2 separate regions of the Sus scrofa genome follow, and region 1 is linked to region 2. The links are chromatin contacts, called in public Hi-C maps. All regions are on one chromosome and are shown on one strand. The core of a region is the stretch at or near the end of the contact, and the rest is flanking DNA. Distances in the headings are between cores, read along the strand shown.

The links. Hi-C and Micro-C count contacts between places; a contact is called where the count stands out from the background.
Region 1: a Hi-C map of retroperitoneal adipose tissue shows a contact between it and region 2, with 2.6 times the contacts expected there. The contact joins two enhancer-like sites. A contact is called at or near these places in 26 of 47 Hi-C or Micro-C datasets (alveolar macrophages, blood, brain and 14 more) and 2 of 2 datasets of contacts at active chromatin or transcription factors (alveolar macrophages and skeletal muscle).

What each region holds. Positions count from the first base shown.
Region 1 is chr13:3,071,172-3,075,260 of Sscrofa11.1, forward strand. It overlaps a transcript of ANKRD28 not described here. Among named protein-coding and RNA genes, the nearest start is that of ANKRD28, 16 kb to the left of the region's middle. Within about 2 kb of position 1,295, at least 13 of the 83 cell types and tissues checked have an H3K27ac peak or open chromatin away from gene starts, as enhancers often do. A contact at or near this core is called in mesenteric adipose tissue, omental adipose tissue and retroperitoneal adipose tissue, where this site is marked.
Region 2 is chr13:2,879,095-2,883,167 of Sscrofa11.1, forward strand. BTD (biotinidase) reads left to right here. Exons shown (of 4, transcript XM_013981377.2): 2 at 3,609-3,840. The coding sequence starts at 3,619. Among named protein-coding and RNA genes, the nearest start is that of HACL1, 40 kb to the left of the region's middle. Within about 2 kb of position 1,572, at least 27 of the 83 cell types and tissues checked have an H3K27ac peak or open chromatin away from gene starts, as enhancers often do. A contact at or near this core is called in mesenteric adipose tissue, omental adipose tissue and retroperitoneal adipose tissue, where this site is marked.

The DNA of each region.
Region 1 (4,089 bases), core at 45-2,544, 190 kb after region 2:
AGATCTAAGTCAATATTGAAATGACTGTTTTCAGACTTCAGTCTTAAAAAACAAAAAACTGTTTCCTTTGAAAAGTATGAAAGCAAATTTTAACAAACTGAACATAACAATATGGGTAGTTTCTTAGAATATACCCAGTATATCAAAACTAAGGGGGGGGGGGCCCTACCTCATTATAAAATATGTACTACTGTATTTAGACAGTATTTTTTAAGGTTAGACTATTTTCTTCATAAAAAGGTATTTATAATTCAGACTAAAGGCCAGAATGAATTAAAGTTTTTTACATTGTATTACCTGTAAAAATATCCTACTTGATCACCTATTAGTACAATTTGGGGCTGGAATTTATGCTAACCAGCAGCATGTCTGCCATGTAACTTATGTTTACCAGGCCCATGAGAAACACATTCTCTGACATATCATTGCATTATTATTTATGTAATGAATAATCTTTTAGCAACTGTCTCAAAGACAACTTAGGCTGAATACTACAAAGTAGTAGTGTATACGATTCATATTTTAAACAGGCTGAATTTCTGCTTTCCTTTAAAAAAAACTGAGGAAAGGTTATTTGCAATTCATTCTGGTTTCTACAATGGAGTGACACTGAGATAAATATAGTATCAAGTTACTGTACTTTAAAAACCAAAGGAAGAAAAATTTCAATTTAAAAATAAGTTGCTATGGTTACTCAATGTTTACCTTTATAAGCAATAATTACATGAGCCATCCACGGAATTCCCACAAGGGCAGTAAGATCAGTAGCTGAAGTGCACATGAATTATTTCAAACACCAATTGGGACTGCATACGCCAAACTTCCACCTCAAAGTAGCTACCGTTGGGAAATACTAAAGATGATGATTCACATTCTTCTAAACCATAGAAGGGTGGAGACAAAAATACTGAAAGTAACTATTTTCAAATCCAAGTGATGACTCAGATAGTTTACAACATTTTTCATATTCTTTAGTTTCCTCTATTAAAGAGTGCTATCTAAAATTTTATAAAGAAGTTTCTATTGTTGAAAGAAGGAAAGGGTGTTTCTAATGTGTCTCAGTCATGGAATTTTTCTGCATAAATAGATTTTCATGCCCTCGATAAACATGTACAAAGTCATGCTTATAACCTAATGTTATTTCAGAATAAAACAATGTCAATTCCTTTAAAGGTAGTCAATTTTTAACTTTGTAAGTGGAAAGAAGAGGGTCCCTGTCAGAATTGATAACAAGCTCATTCTTAAATAACTGGGTAGTTAAACGTGCTATCAGTTATTGTATGACAGAAATGTTTCTTTGGCCATGCCTCTGGCATACAGAAGTTCCCAGGCCAGGGATCAAACCCACACCACAGTTGCAGCCTGTGCCACAGCTGTGACAATGCTGGATCCTTAACCTGCTGTGCCACAGGGAATGTCCAATGACAGAAATTCTTTAGTCTGTTTTGTTCACAATGAAAACATTCAGTAATATAAGAATATCTATGAAACTTTGACTGCAATATAATTTTAATGTGACCTCACAATTACCAGGTTCATCATTACATCTAAATTGGCCTACCACCAAAAATATCTACTCTTCTGTGCAACAGACTAACAAATATGTTTGTTCTTTAATATTAGGGCTATCCTAAACTAAAATAGTATGTCACATCAAACTGGGTCAAACAATATCTTTACTGTTTTTTTATTGATATCTTATTATCATCATGAACAAAAAGTAGTAAAATAAGGTAGTTCCAAGGTGACTGATCTTTACTCAACACCATCAGGTAGAACACCTGAGCTCTTTCCAGCTCTTCTGTCAGACTCAACATGGACCTTTGCATATTTCCCTTTGTAGTCACTGCAAGGCATCATATCAGACACATACTGCTATCCAAGAGAAGGGGGAGTTTCCTTCTGTGTCTACCTTTTCAGATACAAAGAAGACTTCACAGAAGCTACCTAAACTGACTTCCCCCAAAATATGACCAGACTTGGCCAATCACATGTCCCTTTCTAAACAAATCATGACCAGGCAAAGAAGGATTACTCTGATTAGCTTACACTATTAGGGATTTCTCCAAGTCACATAAGCCAGGGGCAACCAAACAAAACTGGGACATGCAAGGAAGGAAGTGGGTAATGGCCAGTGAGTAGGCAACTAACAGTATATTATTTACTATATAGAAAGATTAAATCTTGGCATTTTATTTCAATAGTTTAATTTTACCACCATTATGAGATACTCTGAGGGCTCTGGAGATTTATTTTTAAAAGGGAGAAAAAACTAATCATCAATAATTTGTTTTGGGAAGGACCAAAGGCAATCATTTCACAAATGCTACTGAGAAAAGAAAACAGTACACTTTAGAATATGAACCTATATAATTACACTTTAATTTTAACCAATTAAAATCAAAGTTTTATATCAAAAATGTTTCCTATTAATCTCGCTTTTCTCCTTTATGAAAAGTAAATCTAATTACTAGACATAGGGTCAAACCGCATCTAGAGTAATGAAACCGAAACACATTCAAAGATGGCAGCCAGAATGATCGTGGATTTAAAAACCACATCCTAAGTGTCAGTAGAGCTAAAGATGTTTCATCTGAAAAGGAGCCAAGGAGAATATGATAGCTGTAAAACATCTGAAGTGCTATCATTGTGAAGAGATTTCAAATTGCACAGTTCTAGAAGTAAGAACTAGAATCAAGCAGGGAGATAAAATCTAGCTCAATGTAAGATAGTACTTTTTTACCTAGCATTATTTTATCTGAAGATGGAACAGGCTGGCCATTCATACTGGGCAGGGATGAACATCCCAGGTCACCTGAATACCTATGATGGTTCTAGGCACTTAATGGGTACTTAATTTGTGACAACATGCCTGCAAAATAGACCCCATTGCCCAGATAAATTCTGAGGCAGACAAGTTAAAACTCGAAATCGGTTTAATCACGTCAGCTAAGAAGTGGAGAAAACTGGATTCTTATCCAGGCCCATCTGTCTCCAAAGCCTGGCTCTTCCCACACATCACACACCTAAGAGAAGTTACATCAGCACTTGTTAAGGAAGCAAATGGGATTTCTGAGTTGGTGAGAACTGAGTGTCATCTGACTCCAAGCCCCTTTCAAAATTAAGATGTTTTAGAAACGAAAATTATTACTCCCCTCCACTTGTACCAGCACTTCCTAATTTAAGGATGTTTCACATCTGTTCTCATGCTGGTTCTTCACAGCAGTGCTGTCAGGTAAGTAAGCTGGGGAGGCATTCTCTCTTGGCATTCTCCCTCAGAGAGAAAGAGGACGACAAAGATGGATTCCTTGAACTTCCTTCTGACTAACCCCCAAAATATCTCTATTTGCAATTTTTCCCTCTGATCTTTCCTTCATTCAATAGTCATTTACTAAACACTTCTTCAATGCCAGGTACCAGACCTCAATGACTTTGCTGTATGATGGGGTGAACCTGTAGACACAGAGGGAAAAAAAGTACATTTACTCAAAAATATTTCAATCTTTTTTTTTTTTGGTCTTTTCTAGGGCCACACTACAGCATATGAAGGTTCCCAGACTAGGGGTCGAATTGGAGCTGTAGCCCCTGGCCTACACTAGAGCCACAGCAATGTGGGATCTGAGCCACTTCTGTGACCTACACCACAGCTCACAAAAACACTGGAGCCTTAACTCACTGAGTGAGGCCAGGAATGGAGCCCGCAACCTCATGGTTCCTAGTCGGATTTGTTAACCACTGAGCCACGATGGGAACCCCTATTTCAGTCTTCTTAAGAGACCTTATTTTATCAACTCCAACTCCTTTCTTACATCACTTTTAGTCCTCACTGCTGTCTCCATTCCTCTTATTCAGCCTTCAGAAAACTTCTCTGTTTCCCTAACAAGCTACTACTCCATTTTTTACTTGTTTCTTCCGTACTGCAGCCAAACTTCATGGTCAACCACCACTCAACTGATATTACGCTAAAGTCCTCAATGATAACAGACTGCAAATCTTCAGTTTTCTCAACTACTCTACAGTACCGGACACCAATAATATTTACTAAACTTTCTTGTTACTTTCAAAAAGTGTTCATCTATTTTTCTAAAC
Region 2 (4,073 bases), core at 322-2,821:
ACAGAACTTCCTGAGTTCATGATGGGGTTAATATCCCAACAAACCCACCGTACGTTGGAAATACCATAGTTCAAAATGCATTTACTACACCGAGGCTACCAAACATCCCAGTTCAGCCAGGCCCACCTTACATGGCCTCAGAACATTCCCATCAGCCTGAAGTGAGTGGGGCAGAACCCTCTAACACAAGGCCTGTTTTGCAACAAGGGTCGAGGAGTTCCCTGGTGGCTCAATGGGTTAAGGATCTAGTGTTGTCACTGCCGTGGCACAGGTTCGGTCTCTGGTCCAGGAACTTCCACATGCTTCAGGCACGCCAAAAAAAAAATCCCCTCTCCCCCCAAAACCCCACAAAGGGTTGACTATCTCATGGAATTTCTGGAGGTCTGTACTTAGAGGGGAAAAGAGGATGGGATGTGGGCCCAAATGGTGGTCAGTGTGTTGGTTGTTCACCCTTGTGTCTGGAGGCCATGGCTGCCCTGCCCAGCATCAGAGATGGGGTTGCACTGCACGTCGCTCACCCAAGAAAGGTCCATATACTAACTTCTGGGTACGGTTTCTACTGAATGCATGTGGCTTCTGAGCCATCATGAAGTCAAAGCGTCCTAAGCAGGGGGCTGTTTGTGTTTGACTGTGTCAGTCTCCCCATACATGGGGGAGGGGTCCGCTGGGAAGGGCTGGGTGCCTTCCCGGCTGGGTCCCTAACACCCACACCAGGTGGAGCCCTGGCACGTGTCACATGCATGTCCCAGTGAGCGCCTCCCAGCCCCCGTCTTGGTGGAGGGCATGAAGCAAAGTGTGGAAGCACACTGTCACCTCAGTGGGGCCTTCCTGGAGTTTAGCCTTGTGTCAGATGCCCTGTGGTGGAAGGATGTTCGTAGCCACGTTTTCCAGGCTGCACACACACCTCCAGCCACCATTCTGTTTATGGGCCAGGCCCTGGCCAGCGCTGCAGGTGGATCAGTTGCTGGATCCCCAAAACCCTCATGACTTCCGGGGCCATTATTCCTGGGGAGCCCCCCAAGCCCCCTTGCACTTGGTCCCGAGCCGGCACCAGGCCACTTTCCAGCCTGCGCCCAGGCCCCTCTAAGCCCCTGGCCTTGCTCGGTCCTTCCTGCGGCTGCTGCGTGGTGCCACATAAAGAGGGAAGACCAGAGTTTGCAATTTGGTTAAAACGTCTGCGGTTTCACCACTCTTCAGCGAGGGCACACTCCTGTGCCTATTTTCATCATCATGACTCATCCTCTCCTCCCTTACCAGGCTGGCTTCTCTCTCACGTGAATACTGGCAAGAATCCGCATAGCCTTTTCTTCCTGACCTGCCTCTGTTCAGGCAGAAATGATGGCCCCTCACAGCTCTCCTACCAGGCTCCTTTTGTAAATAATCTAAACGTATTTTCTCAAAGTAGAAAGAAAGGTGCTATATTGCCGGTCCCACAATGTCCTTGTTTTGCTGGATTGCAAGTCCCTGAGATTTAAACAAACGTTCTCTGTCCCCAAATCGGTACCGTGCAGCTCTGAGCTGAAAAGGGAGGACAGTGTCAATGCCACTCCTGGCTCCAGGACCCCTGACCCCCCCCAACCGTGCCCTGGTTCGTGGGCTCCCTCCACCCCCACCCCCTCCATCCCTTAATGAGGCCACAGCCTTATGCTTTAGAAATACTGTGAATATGACTGAAGATAAAAGTCTCCCCCCTCACACCACCCCCATTATCATTATTCTGAAACCAGAGATGAAGTGGAAAACAGATTTTGAGACTTTAAAAATTATTCCTTGCTGTTCTTCAGCGGCAAAATTCAGATAAGAAAGCTTATCAATTCTACTTTTGTTTCTACTCAAAATCTCATGACTGCTCACTCAAAGGCCCCTTGTTTTCATCTTCAAACACAGTTCACAGTGTCCCGGATGGATGGCAGCCTGTCCTGGGCTCTGGTATTTGGATGGTACGTTTATTCCCTGGGGGAGGAAGTAACAGTTTGAGATGGGGCAGGGCTGGGGTGCCGGGGCACGCTGATCATGCTGAGAAGTCTGAGTTTGCCAGGATTCTGATGGAGCACTCCAGTTCCGTGGTCTGTTGCTGAAAATAATTATGGTTGCTTTTGTTCCTGGAACTTTTGAGAGAAAAAGCAATGTGCAGTGGCTTGGAGAGTCTAGTTTTCAAATGCAAACATGGGTTCTGAGTAGACTTGGCCAGGGTGTCATTTTCTCTTTAAAGAGAAAATGGTTCCTCAATTTGTCTCTGTTGTCTTGATGTTTGTTTGGATTCCCAGGGCGGCTAGTCAGCCTGGGCGCTTGGCCTCAGAGCAGGGGGCCTGACCGTGGCACACCACCTGGGAAGTCTGTGTGCCAGGGGAGGGGCTTCAGCCAGGAGGCCAGGCTGATTTTCAAGGCGGAACTGGACTCTTCACTCTAAAACACCTAGTACACAGAACTATTAGAAATTAAAATTCCTATTCTGGGGGGGTGGAAAAAGGCACACAGAAGTGTCACTGTCAGAGGTATGATTTGCTTCAAATCTTTTATGGTAGGAGCTGCAAAGCTGAGTTTACTTTCTAGAAGATTGCATTTGGTTACTGAAAAAGGATTTTTATTTTATTTTGCTTTTTAGTGCCAAAACCTGTGGCAGTTGGAAGTTCCCAGGATAGGAGTCAAATCCTAGCTATAGCTGCTGGGCTGTACCACAGCCATAGCAATGCCAGATCCTTAATCGACTGAGTGAGGGCAGAGATCGAACCCGCATCTTCATGGATACCCATCAGATTCTTAACCTGCTGAGCCACAACAGGATCCTGCAAGAGGATTTTATTTCCAAACTAGTATGCTTGTTTTTCCCAAGAGTCTTGGAGTCCAAGAGAGTCCAAGAGTCTTGGAGTGGGGAAAAGTCATGTTTTAATGGGAAGACTTCTTTTGACTGTCCATAAAATGGCATTTAAGTAGAGGTCAGCAGTTTCTCTGCACCAGATTAAAGAATGTTGGAATAACCTGGTGGCTTAGTGGGTTAAGGACACAACGTTATCACTGCTGTGGTGCAGGTTCAGTCCCTGGCTGGGAAACTTCCACATGCCACGGGCATGCTCCCCCGACTCCCCAAAAAGAATGTCGTGCTGTGTAAAGGGAGGTTTGCCCTTTATATTCATTACTAACCAAAGGCTAGTGATCCATCAGGTTTTTGTGGCTAGGATAGCTGAGCTGTATTGTTATCACAGCTGTCATAGCTGTGGATTGTTTGTGCGTATGGAGGGCAGGTGGTGGGCTGTGGACTATGTCACCGAATTATGTAAAATAATGAGAATAGTTACTTTTGCCCAAATCCGAGGCGCACAGCTAGAAGAGTGACTGCCATCCTGCTGGGGAAGAACATTGTGGCAAACACCGGGTCTGTTTTGAAATGTTCTAAAACCAGACCATTAACACAGTGAGGCATTTTAAAAGCTAACTCGCTACGTGTTTGGAGAGAAACACATAGCCTCTTATTAGGAACATGAAACAAACCTTTGAGCATCACAGCGGGTGAGTTTAATTGCCGGGATTAATAAATCACAGCTGTGAAAGTTGAAATCTTGGCAGGACCCGTGACTCAGCTGTCTTCTCCTTGCCTCGTTACATTCTAGATTCCTGATCATGTCCGGAGCCAGTCGTCAGCTCGCCCTCTTCCTGTGTGTCTGCAGCGTGGCAGCCTTGGGGGTCCAGGCTGAAGATGCCCAGTACGTGGCTGCTGTGTATGAGCACCGGTCCATCCTCAGCCTGGACCCGCTGTCCCTCATCAGCCGCACACAGGCCTTGGAGCTCATGAACCAGAACCTTGACATCTATGAACAGCAAGTGATGATCGCAGCTCAAAAGGCAAGCTGTGCTCCTGGGGCCTCGTGTCCACTGCTCATCAGCCCTTGGCCGGTGGGCCCTGCAGCTCCCTGGGAAATGGGCTCCAGGGGTAAAGCTGAGTTGAATGAGTCCCATTTGCTAGAGGGTGGTCCAAGGCCCATTAGCATCAGGAGCCCCTCCCGACCCTGGACCTGCTGAGTCAGAATCTACATTTTAGCAGGATCTCCAGGTGATGCTTCTCCTCCAGTCTGGGA